Regions from separate parts of the Mus musculus genome. Here regions 2, 3 and 4 are each linked to region 1. A link is a contact called in public Hi-C data. All regions are on one chromosome and are shown on one strand. The core of a region is the stretch at or near the end of the contact, and the rest is flanking DNA. Distances in the headings are between cores, read along the strand shown.

Region 1 (2,805 bases), core at 143-2,642:
TATGCGCCTCTTTGGAGCCAGAGTTCTGAGAGCTGACATGGGACAGTTTTCTGGACTAAACCCCTAGTGGTATTCTAGATTTCCTCTGCATGTGCATATGTTGAAGAAGACCCAAGCCTACCTACAAACACACATCTGGCTTGCACAAGTCTTCTCTCTAAACCTCCACTTTTGTGTCTTGAGTTATGTATTTGTTATAGACGCTCACCTGTCCAAGGCATCATGGGAGTTGTGCCGGTTGAGCACCACCCTGCCATAATTTCCGTCTCTGCAGAGAAAGACCAAAATTAAGTTACATCAAAAGTTACCATAATGTTTGCTAAGCATCAAATAAGAGAGACAGGAAGAGAGCTACAACTTTAGGCAAGGTTAATTTGCTTTACTCCGTGCCTAAGAGCACAACCATAAATCTAAATTAACCAGCCACAACTTGCAGGATCAGAATGGAGTAAAACTAGTTTGACGGTACAAGTCTATTTGTCCCATGAGATTTCCACAATCAGTCAGTGCTTTGTTTAGAGTGATTAAAAAAAAAAAAACCCAAGTGTGGAAACATGAGAGCATTGACTTTGTGTGTACCAGTTCTTTCCAACAAGAGGAAAAGACAAACGTTTTCTATCAGCGTTCTTCAGCTGTAATTAAGCCTACGATGTCTGCCCGTTTTGATGGATTTGACCATTTGCCTTGGCAAAACACAGGGAAACAATTGCTAATGTTTCAAATGAGGGAGATTAATCATTCATAGGAGATTAAGCCCATTTTTAAGGCATTAGAATGCATGTGCCTTCAAAGACCTCTCAACTGCGGCAGGGAAGACACTGTTTCTGCTAGCCAGTAAGTAGATGAGGTCATCAAAGGTTTTGTGGCTTCCTAGAATCAGAAGATGAGCAACTGACAAAGGCGGCTCAGGACCCGGATCTTTGTTTCCCCTGCCCTCTTTACTACTCAACCCTATGATAGAATTGTATTGTATACATAAGTTGCCAAAGCAATGCCATTCTGACTTTGTGGAGTGGGCATGGAAGCCCAGGTGACATTAGGATGTGGCCTGGGAACTCAGCAGAGGGCAAGTACCTGAACCTCTTCCTGCCAACTCCCCAAACCTGAAACACCACCTCCGCTCTCCACGGGCTCCATTAACGTCACTCAACATTCTGGAACTATGTTTAACAAAGCTATAAAAGAAACTGGACTAGATAATTAAAAAGAAAGGTGAGCAGAGAAACTGAAAATGATCTAGCACAGCAGCATGCTCAGAAGGCCAAGAGAAAAGCTTTCCTCTTCCTTGGACCTTTCCGTAAAACCTTAAAGAGCACAGCAGGGGCCGGGCACATTCTTGCCCGAAAGCAAATGATAGCACCCAGCCCAGAACTGGGCCAGTAGGAGCCAGAAAAGCACCTAAGCCAACTTCCCCTCCACTCAGCACCTGCCACGCCACCCAAGCCGGCTTCCCCAGACCTGCTTAGGGAGGCTTGCTCGGCATCGAACAACATTCCCACCAACCATGACTTATTGGTGTTTTTACCTTCACCCGTTAGTATAAGTACTTGGAAGCTAAAACTTATTATCGATGTTTGTGAAAGAGAAGTGCTCTCACTGAAGAGCTAAGTGTGGACTTGTGGGAGGAAGTGGTAGTGCTCAGTCTAACAGTGACTAAGTCTCCCCACATCACTATATGGCAGTGGCTAAAAACGATACGATAACAAAAGTTAAAAGATATTTTTATCTGGCATTGCCACTTATAAGTATGCTCCTCAGATAAGCACATCTGGATAGTGTGCAGATAGTATGCTCCACAGGTAAGCACATCTGGATAGTGTGCAGAAGTTTAGAATAAGTACTCTTAAATGCAGTTTCCCAACGTGTGGCTGTTAACATTGTGGTTTGAGAGTGTTCCACTGTGAGGTCTACTCTGCACTTTTCAGGATGTTTACTGGTCCTTTGGACTTCCATTCGCAATGTGTTAGGTGTATTCCCCAATTTCATGACCAAAAATATCCCGCAACATTGCCAAATATCCCCTGGGGTAAATTGCCTCTGGTTAAAAAGCATGGATATAACGGAAAGACAGTGGATCATGTTAAAATATCAATTCAGCCACATAATAGCTATGTGGCCATTTGGATAAATTACCTAGCTTCTCCGAGCTATGGATTTCTCTCCTATAAAATGAGATTATAATACCTACCTTATATGTTTATGAGAATTAGTGATGCTTCATCAATCAAATGCCCAACATCAAGCTTAACACATAAAGAAGTCGGAAAATGAATCCATAGCTATGCATAACTTATAATATATAACTGATAATGAAGATGGAACCAGGCTAGATGAATATCTCTCATAACCTATGTTACTAACAGGCTCGAACCCTATAGCCATAGTTTTAGTTCTTTAAATACATAGCAGCCAAAGCAATGCTCAAAACCAGTGAAATTTTGCTCTTATATAAGGCCACATTCTTCCAACCACCTAGACGTAGATGGTCAGATGGGACCAAAATGGATGGGAATTTATAGATTTTATTCATGCATGTAAAAAATTTTAGTTATTATTGTATTTATAAACTTGAAAAATTACTGGCGTGATCAATACATCATAGAGGGGATTAACTTGTCTTTGGGAAACTGGGATGGCTTGCTTGCTTTTCAGTTTACAAAGGAAACTGTTGTAGATGACAATCAAGCTCTCTTTCTTTTGTATGTGAATATGTTTCTAAAAGTGCAGACTTTCTTAAGTGTGTGGTACAACTAAGTTATGCCTTCTAAATCTTACAAAACTTAGACCATGGAGTACTGTGAATTT
Region 2 (2,805 bases), core at 190-2,689, 490 kb after region 1:
CCATTTACAAATAATAGCTAGAAGACGTGTCAGATTGGAGAATCTGAAGGGTCTAAAGTCTCTCACGATGGACTTACTGCCAAAGTAGAGACAGAGACTAGAACCCTCATCTACAGGAAAATCTTCCACCTTCTACCCACCAGCCCTTTTTTCTCTTCTTTTCTTTTTCTTTCTGAGGCAGGGTCTTTCTGTGTGGCCCTGGCTAAACTGGACTCACTATGTAGCTCAGGCTGGCTTTGAACTTTGGACAATTCTCCTGTCTCAGCCATAGCCCTATCCTTAGAGTCTTCAGATTTATAGGTCATATAACGACTGTCATTTTCAAGAGAATGGAACATTTGTTACATTTGTAAAACTTTGACAGAAAAACCAAGAGAGCTTGCAGTAGGAGAAAGCGGGAGCCGAGCCAGCCTGGAGAGCAAACAGATATTGCTGTGGATGTTTCTGTTTAGGGCCGAGGAAGACAATGATGCTGTTTTTCCTACTGGTAAGTATTTTGACAAGCATTTTATATGCAGAAGAGGAGGGAAGGAGGGAAAAGAATGGACTCAATAATAATCAGCTGGCTTGATTTCCAAGTACCAGTTAAACATTTGATGAATAGCAGATGAGGAACAGCAGCATAGATCTCAAGGCATCGGGCTGGCACTGCTTATGTGATTTACGACAGACCACTGGGCTCCCCTGACCTGATAGTGCTGAACACGATCTGAGAGCCAAAGAACAAGCCGCCCTCCCTGACCATGGAGGGAGAGATCATAAGGGGGACAATAGCTCCACTCAGATTCCTGTGAGTCATCCTTCATCTACAAGTCAAATGTCTTGCTGGCGTGCTTGACTTTATAGGGGCACTTGTCTATCTTTTTAGTAAGCTCCTGTGACTAATGTATAGATTAAAGCGGAGTATGGAGTCATTCGTTTTATAATAAGTGTCAGGAGCCCTGGCAAGTTCCCTGTGCACTGTTCTCTAAACTGCCAAACCAGTAAATGAGGCCATCCAACTTAAAAAACCTGCCAGGGGACTACAGGGTACATGAGAGCAAATAGATAATTACAGATGTGCCCCTGTGCTCCCATCACAGATGTGCTCCTGTCCCACAGAGGACACACACAAAACCAAGAGGTGGAGGTTCAGTGAACTTACCAGGCCTAACTCTCTTGCTAGGAGGAAGCAATGGGATCATGGGCATTGTCTGTCAAATACTGATGAAAGCCAACAGATAGCTAAATCAGGCAGCTCAGAGACCATAAGCAAAGCTAAGATGTCCTTTCTGCAGCAGAGCAGATAGCTAGCAAAAGACCAACTGATTGAGAAAGGAAGAATCAAGCCAGGAAGGCAGTTTAGGCAAGCGCCATCAAGTGCTACGATACCTTGAGCATCATGTTGCTCTGGAGGGTAACTGGCTCAGGAGTGGATGGCAGGAGTAGTTGCTGGCTGGGGGCCTTTAGTGGACGTGTGCCTTTATACACAGTCACTCCCTCCAGGTCTGTCCCTTTCACTTTTGTTTCAACCATGGAATTTCCACCATTTCAACACCTCCCCAATGACCTCACTTAAACTTCCTTTGTTGTGTTGTGTAGAGCTCCCTTATAGATGTAGGGCTGATGAGAGGAGGTGTTACAGCGGCCATAATCTGATGATTCCTCACAGACATAAGAAAAACTAAGTTATAATTACAGAGGGATGGCCTGTCCCAGCTAGGGGCCATAGGTGAGAAGAGTGCACACTCTCTTTACTGGGCATCCCACTCTTGAAGACTTATCACAAGGAAATAGCAAGACTATGACAGAGGAAGAAAAGCCCCCAGATCTGGAAAGGCAAGGAGTCACTCAGAGCAGCCTTCTCACAGACAGCCCATTGTCACCAACCAACCATGAAACAGCTTCTGGGAATGATGAAAAAAACAAAAAACAAAAACCCTGACTGGTTCTTATTGGACTTAGAGCCTGCTTACCAGAAGGAAATCCATGACTGGTACTGTGAACAAAGCCACCAATCACATCATAATTTCAGAGGCGATAACCCAGAGGTAACTAACGAAGTCACTAAATGTGCCATAACCTAAAGGTTATGAATCCTAGAGGAGAGCCTACCACTGCCAGTTCCCTAAACCTAGCTGCATTCTAAATACTTACTCACGCACAGATAAGTGTAGCTCTGCCCCTCATCAACGATGCTTCTTTTTATTGTAGATGGAGACGACTACTACAACTATCTATAACGAGTAAGTGAGCATGGGTGCCCAGACCTAACTGATATACCAACAATGAAACCCCTACACCTAAGGCTCAGAGACAGTTGAGAAAGTACGTGTACATATGTGTGCACACGTGTGTGTGTGTGTGTGTGTGTGTGTGTGTGTGTGTGATAACTAAAGAAGAGGCCATGAATTTGTGAGGAATGGTGGCCAGAGTTAAAAGAAGAGAAGGAGGAGGGGTGGAAATGTTGTAAATACATAAATAAATAAATTAAAATCTCAAAAAATTAATTAAAAATATCTAAATACACACCACACAGACACATGTACACACACACACACACACACACACACACACACACACACACACATGCCAAGTACACACATTTGGCTAATCAGAGACCACCTGGTTGAGTGTAATAGAGGAGAACTCTGGAAAATCATCCTTCACAGATTATTCCTTGGAGAAGAGAGAGAGAGAGAGAGAGAGAGAGAGAGAGAGAGAGAGAGAGAGAGAGAGAGAGAGAGAGAGAAAGAAGGAGGAGGAGGAAGAGGAGGAGGAGGAGGAGGAGGAGGAGGAGGAGGAGGAGGAGGAGGAGGACTTCAG
Region 3 (2,805 bases), core at 88-2,587, 380 kb after region 1:
AGCTCTTCACTAACCTAATTGTATTTATTTTTTACAATTGAATACAATTGAGTTTCTTTGTTCAACAAGACCTATGCTGTTACCCTAAGTATGCTAAGTTTCACTCTCCTGAATATCGTAACTTGATTATTTTTGTATGGAGGATATTTTTCAAAATTTAATTTTTAAAGTAGTTATTCTCTTTCTTGTCTCTTGCTGAATTTAAATTCTAATTAGTTGCATAAGGGCTGTGGTTTATATATGTAACACTAATAGCTCATTTGGGTGAATACATACTGTTTATTCATATAAACATGTATTGTTGTAGCATGTGTAATGATAGAGTAGAAATTTTATGGAAAATATTTTCATTTTATTCTTAACATGTTTTGTATATGTGATAAGTAGCGTAAATTTTGTAGCTTTTCTGTTTTAGTGTTTATGTTGCATTTTATTAACAAGTTCACTGTGAAATGGATCATGCAGGTGACAGAGGAACTATCTCAACATCTTCAAGACCAGTGTCCACATCAGGGAAGTCAGAGCTGCCCTCTAAGCACAGCAGGTCAGTTAAACCCGACGGGCATGTGAGCCGGACTCCTGCTGACCAGAAGAAGCCACGGGGGACAGAAGGCTTATCTGCTAGTGAATCCCTCATGTTAAAATCTGATGCTGCAAAGTTGAGGTCAGACTCCCATAGTAGGTCCCTGTCCCCTAACCATAACACTCTGCAGACACTGAAGTCTGATGGGAGGACGTCTTCTGGCTTCAGGGCCGAATCCCCAGGACCAGGCTCGAGGTCATCCTCCCCTAAGCCCAAGCCTCTGCCGACTCCCAGGTCTAGCCCATCTGGTGCAAGCTCTCCACGCTCCTCCTCACCACAGGATAAAAATCTACCTCAGAAAAGCACAGCTCCTGCTAAGACAAAACTTGACCCACCTCGGGAACGTTCCAAGTCAGACTCATATACACTTGATCCAGATACCCTCCGTAAGAAGAAAATGCCCCTCACAGAACCATTAAGGGGGCGGTCCACATCACCAAAACCAAAACCAGTACCAAAGGATCCTAAAGACTCCCCAGGGTCTGAAAACAGAGCCCCTTCTCCCCACGTAGTGCAGGAAAACCTCCACAGTGAGGTAGTTGAAGTCTGTACTTCAAGTACTTTAAAAACAAATGGTGTCACGGACAGCACCTGCGATGACAGCGGTGACTTGAAGAGTGTGGATGAAGGTTCAAATAAAGTGCATTTCAGCATAGGCAAAGCACCGCTGAAAGATGAACAGGAAATGAGAGCATCACCCAAAATAAGTCGGAAGTGTGCTAACAGACACACCAGGCCCAAAAAAGAAAAGTCTAACTTCCTTTTCAAAGGAGATGGAACCAAATCTTTAGAACCAGCCAAGCAAGCCATGTCCCCGTCTGTGGCTGAGTGTGCCAGAGCCGTCTTTGCCTCTTTTTTGTGGCATGAAGGCATAGTACATGATGCAATGGCTTGTTCTTCCTTCCTGAAATTTAATCCTGACCTTTCCAAAGAACATGCTCCTATAAGAAGTAGTTTGAATAGCCAACCACCCACAGAGGAAAAGGAAATCAAGTTAAAAAATAGACATTCATTGGAAATATCGTCTGCTCTGAATATGTTTAACATTGCACCTCATGGCCCAGATATATCCAAGATGGGTAGTATCAACAAAAATAAGGTCTTGTCCATGCTTAAGGAACCGCCTCTCCATGAAAAATGTGAGGACGGGAAATCGGAAGCCACTTTTGAAATGTCCATGCATCACACAATGAAGTCGAAATCTCCACTTCCTTTAACATTACAACATTTAGTGGCTTTCTGGGAAGATATCTCTTTGGCTACAATCAAAGCTGCTTCCCAGAATATGATTTTTCCAAGTCCTGGTTCCTGTGCAGTCCTTAAAAAGAAAGAATGTGAAAAAGAGAATAAAAAAACAAAAAAGGAAAAAAAGAAAAAAGAAAAGACAGAAATTCGGCCAAGGGGCAATTTGTTTGGTGAAATGGCCCAGCTGGCTGTAGGAGGGCCAGAGAAAGATACCATCTGTGAGCTGTGTGGAGAATCCCATCCGTACCCAGTGACATATCACATGAGACAAGCTCACCCAGGTAAGCTATTTTGTGGTGTGTGTATATATATGCTTTAGTCCTGATAAGCTACATCCTCTGAACTATATCACATATGTACACCTTTTAAACAGTTAGGTACTTGCTCGGGATTTTACTTTGAAAAGATGCACCTGTTGCTGATATAATATCACTAGTGAAAAATCAAAGACATTCAAAATGTTAAATGTATGTCTTATTTTTTTTCAAGGTTGTGGCCGATATGCTGGTGGACAAGGATACAATAGCATTGGGCATTTTTGTGGAGGATGGGCTGGTAACTGTGGTGATGGGGGAATGGGAGGAAGCACTTGGTACCTCGTATGCGATCGCTGTAGAGAAAAATACCTCCGTGAAAAACAGGCCGCTGCAAGGGAAAAGGTATTTTTACTACATTCAGGCTATATTATTTATGATATGGATTAGTTGTATGTAAGTGATACTAAAATTCAGCTTATATAACGAAAATGAAATACTAATTCAATATTAGATAAGTAACCTGTTTCTAATGTAACAGATAGATACAAATGGTATGTTGACGGATGTTTGTGATGTCGTCTTTATCATTGTCCCCGGCACTACAGATGTATGAACAGCTCACTGTCTTCCTGTCCTGTTCGCTTTCCTCCTCTTTCTCTCCTGTGTTTTCCTTAAGACCCAACCCTACCATAGAACTCATGGAAAGTTAGGATCATCCCA
Region 4 (2,805 bases), core at 172-2,671, 350 kb after region 1:
TTTCTATAATGTGTTAATGCTTCATTGTATAATTTCCATGTAAAAGAATAACAGTAGAATGAAAAGTGTCATGTATGGATGTTGTGAAAGGGTGACTATAATAGTAACATAACATCAGAATACCCTTTAGGAAGTTGTGCTGTAAACCACTTATGTTATCATTGGAAATAAAAAGGTTATTTGCATTTTGATATTTAGAAGTTATAAGTATTCAATCAGATATATAAATTATAATGCCTTTCATTTTACCACATTGCTAAAACCTTTAGGTCAGCACACATTTACTTAGTGCTTAGCAAAACTTGGTTGTAGAAAAGATAATTTTATCAAGCATTAAAGACTTATGTGTTGCTGAGATTAAATAGGCAACCTTATAATAACTTATAAGTGATTTTAAGTAGATATAAATACAGACTTGAGCAGGAATTTCCAAGCACTGCTGCCACCCAGATGCTTGTCCTTTCACGTTTCTTTCAGCATCATTCAGATAGCAAGGGGACAGAGCAGTCTGGATGTCCACTGATAGGCAATGAAAATGTGTGTTCTACAGTAGGGTTTTTCTCAGTTGTAAAGAATGAAATTAATAATTTAGCAGGAAAAATGATGGGTCTGGAAAGTATTACACTAATTGAGGTCATCCAGATTCTAGAAGAAAAAGCAATTGCCCGTTTTTCCTCATACAGAGATTACAAGCGTTAATGTTAGGATGAGGAAGAGTAGGCTGTGACCTAGATAGGAGACCATGAAGGCAGCACGTGGCCGAGAAAGGCAAGGGAAACAAGAGGAGCCCTGATAGGCAGTGTAGAGGAGGTACTCAGAGAGAGTTCTTCTCCTTAGGTAGATGGCGTGTGGAATCTGGCACACAAACTGGAAAGGCAGAGAGACTTGAGGTCATAGCCTTTGTTTGCCATCTTTGGCTCCTTTATTTTCAAAAGTGAGAGCAAAATGGGGAGTGGGGAGGGAAGCAGCAAAGCAGTTTGTTAGGGCTGTTAGCTTGGGGTTAGTGGGACTCTAACGGTGGGTTGGCTGTGTCTCTGATTCTGTTGCCTGCTCTTGGGACTCTTTGCCTTCTGTTGGGTTGCCCTGTCCAGCCCCCATATGAGGGCTTTGTCTTTGTCTCTTGTTTGTCCTGTTAGGTTGTCTTGGTTTTTGGAGGTCTGCACTTTTCTGAAGAGGAAACGGGAAATGGCTAAGGGGGAGGGGGGAAGTGAGAGAAACTAGGAGGGTTGGAGAAGGGAAACTGTGGTCGGGATGTATTGTATGAAAGAAGAATCTATTTTCAATATAAAAAAGAAAAGAAAAACAAAAATACCATAATGAATTGTAATCCTTGCTTTGAAAAAATGAAAAGTAGTGTGACAGTGTGTGTTAGGAATGGCTTCAGTAGAGTCTTCAATCTGATACAGCAGTGAGTGCAGATACTGTTCTGTATTGAAGCTGAGATGGGCACACATATATGTGCAGTCATCCTTTTACTTTCCTACTCACTTCTACTATTTTTTTTTTTTTTTGTCCTAACTCTGCTCTTTTTCAAGCTGTCTTCAATCTAGGACCTTTCTTGGCCACAGACAAGGGCAGATAATAATAATAATAATAGCTAATGTTATTGAATACTTAATACATGTACATTGTTGCACAGATATTTTATGTCATTTAACTCTCATAGTGTGAGGTAGCTAGTATTGTCATTCCTGTCTCCGAGCACTGAGTGGTCCAGCATGAGGACGTGTCTCTCACCTACTGTGTTATCACACTGCCATCCAGGCCTCATGCCAACAGTCACAGAGCTTCCATGGTGGGAGGTGAATAGTGTTCTCACCTGTCTCTGTGCTAGTCATAGCACGTGTCAGAAAGCCATGCCTTATTATTATTATTATCATCATTATTATTATCATTATTATTATTTTGAGTTTGTTCATGATCACTCGATGTGCTCCTATTAAACACTTCAGGAAATGCTATAAAGTGCTCTTTGGGAATCTCAAGACCTCATTTAAAATTTTTTTTCCATTTTTCCAACTTAGTATCAATCACCTCTTTTAAAAAATGTAAAATTCAGGTATTTGTCTTCATTGTTCAAGACAGTCTATGATGTGGGGCTGGAGAGACAGCATAGCCATTAAGAGTGCCGAATGCACTTCCAGGACGCTTGCTCTCCTGTCTGAGCACCTACATGCTGGCTTGCTACACCTGCAGATCCAGTCCTCTACAGGCCTCAGGCATGAATGGGTGACCAGACATACATGGTGGAAAAAACCATATACATAAATAAAAAGTAAAATAGCCTATGATGGGCTAGATTTCCCATCCTTTTACCTGAGTAGTCAAATGTTAATTACACTACTTTTCTTACAGATGCTGGCCTTGAAGTAAAAGTCAAAGATCCACCAAAGGGGATGATCCCCCCAGGGACTCAGCTAGTCAAGCCGAAGGCAGACCCCCAGCCAAATAAGGTCAGTGGAGGACAAAGCAAAAGTGGAGTTGGTCAGAGACTGAAATTTTTCATGCCTCAAAGTAGCTCTCAAATATCTAATATTTTACTTGATTTATTGTAGTATTTTAATTTCCAGTATCCCTAAATCAGTCTGAAGAGCAGTTCATAAGAATTATTCCTCTCAAATTGTACAATTTTGCTTTTCTGGCTTCTATATATTTTTTATTGTTTTTGAGTGTTCTGTTCATGCTTATATTAAAAGTATACTATTAACAGAAAGTCTACTGAAATTACATGTGAGAATTCAAGGTTAAAACATTGTTTCATTAAAAGAAACATTAATTTTCTTATATCTAAAAACTAGCTAAAGG

Evidence for each region. Hi-C and Micro-C count contacts between places; a contact is called where the count stands out from the background.
Region 2: a Hi-C map of bone marrow-derived macrophages shows a contact between it and region 1, with 27 read pairs. The contact joins the promoter of Acod1 here to the enhancer-like site in region 1. A contact is called at or near these places in 13 of 39 promoter capture datasets (the C10 cell line, the HPC-7 cell line, HPC-7-derived erythroid cells and 8 more), 2 of 15 datasets of contacts at CTCF or cohesin (CD8 T cells and large pre-B cells), 24 of 484 Hi-C or Micro-C datasets (the Ba/F3 cell line, the C2C12 cell line, the CH12 cell line and 12 more), 8 of 115 datasets of contacts at active chromatin or transcription factors (the 230-238 cell line, bone marrow-derived dendritic cells, embryonic stem cells and 2 more) and 1 of 9 other capture datasets (liver).
Region 3: a contact with region 1 is called in a Hi-C map of bone marrow-derived macrophages, with 15 read pairs. The contact joins two enhancer-like sites. A contact is called at or near these places in 1 of 15 datasets of contacts at CTCF or cohesin (large pre-B cells), 11 of 484 Hi-C or Micro-C datasets (Th2 cells, adipose-derived mesenchymal stem cells, bone marrow-derived macrophages and 6 more), 3 of 115 datasets of contacts at active chromatin or transcription factors (CD8 T cells, memory CD8 T cells and microglia) and 3 of 9 other capture datasets (adipose tissue, embryonic stem cells and liver).
Region 4: a Hi-C map of bone marrow-derived macrophages shows a contact between it and region 1, with 19 read pairs. The contact joins two enhancer-like sites. A contact is called at or near these places in 1 of 15 datasets of contacts at CTCF or cohesin (large pre-B cells), 3 of 484 Hi-C or Micro-C datasets (bone marrow-derived macrophages, frontal cortex and trophoblast stem cells), 3 of 115 datasets of contacts at active chromatin or transcription factors (CD8 T cells, effector CD8 T cells and microglia) and 2 of 9 other capture datasets (embryonic stem cells and liver).

Annotation. Positions count from the first base shown.
Region 1 is chr14:103,530,753-103,533,557 of GRCm38.p6, reverse strand. It overlaps Scel (sciellin), which reads right to left. Exons shown (of 31, transcript NM_022886.2): 4 at 209-268. Among named protein-coding and RNA genes, the nearest start is that of Scel, 19 kb to the right of the region's middle. Within about 2 kb of position 1,392, at least 39 of the 459 cell types and tissues checked have an H3K27ac peak or open chromatin away from gene starts, as enhancers often do. A contact at or near this core is called in the Ba/F3 cell line, CD8 T cells, Th2 cells and 3 more, where this site is marked.
Region 2 is chr14:103,045,646-103,048,450 of GRCm38.p6, reverse strand. Acod1 (aconitate decarboxylase 1) reads right to left here and starts at 1,439. Exons shown (of 5, transcript NM_008392.1): 1 at 1,372-1,439. The coding sequence starts at 1,383. It overlaps Gm41235 (predicted gene, 41235), which reads left to right. Exons shown (of 4, transcript NR_168885.1): 2 at 365-487; 3 at 2,194-2,225.
Region 3 is chr14:103,154,428-103,157,232 of GRCm38.p6, reverse strand. It overlaps Mycbp2 (MYC binding protein 2, E3 ubiquitin protein ligase), which reads left to right. Exons shown (of 85, transcript NM_207215.2): 58 at 466-2,109; 59 at 2,318-2,487. Among named protein-coding and RNA genes, the nearest start is that of Fbxl3, 56 kb to the right of the region's middle. Within about 2 kb of position 1,337, at least 25 of the 459 cell types and tissues checked have an H3K27ac peak or open chromatin away from gene starts, as enhancers often do. A contact at or near this core is called in bone marrow-derived macrophages, where this site is marked.
Region 4 is chr14:103,185,232-103,188,036 of GRCm38.p6, reverse strand. It overlaps Mycbp2 (MYC binding protein 2, E3 ubiquitin protein ligase), which reads left to right. Exons shown (of 85, transcript NM_207215.2): 50 at 2,356-2,453. Among named protein-coding and RNA genes, the nearest start is that of Fbxl3, 87 kb to the right of the region's middle. Within about 2 kb of position 1,421, at least 14 of the 459 cell types and tissues checked have an H3K27ac peak or open chromatin away from gene starts, as enhancers often do. A contact at or near this core is called in bone marrow-derived macrophages, where this site is marked.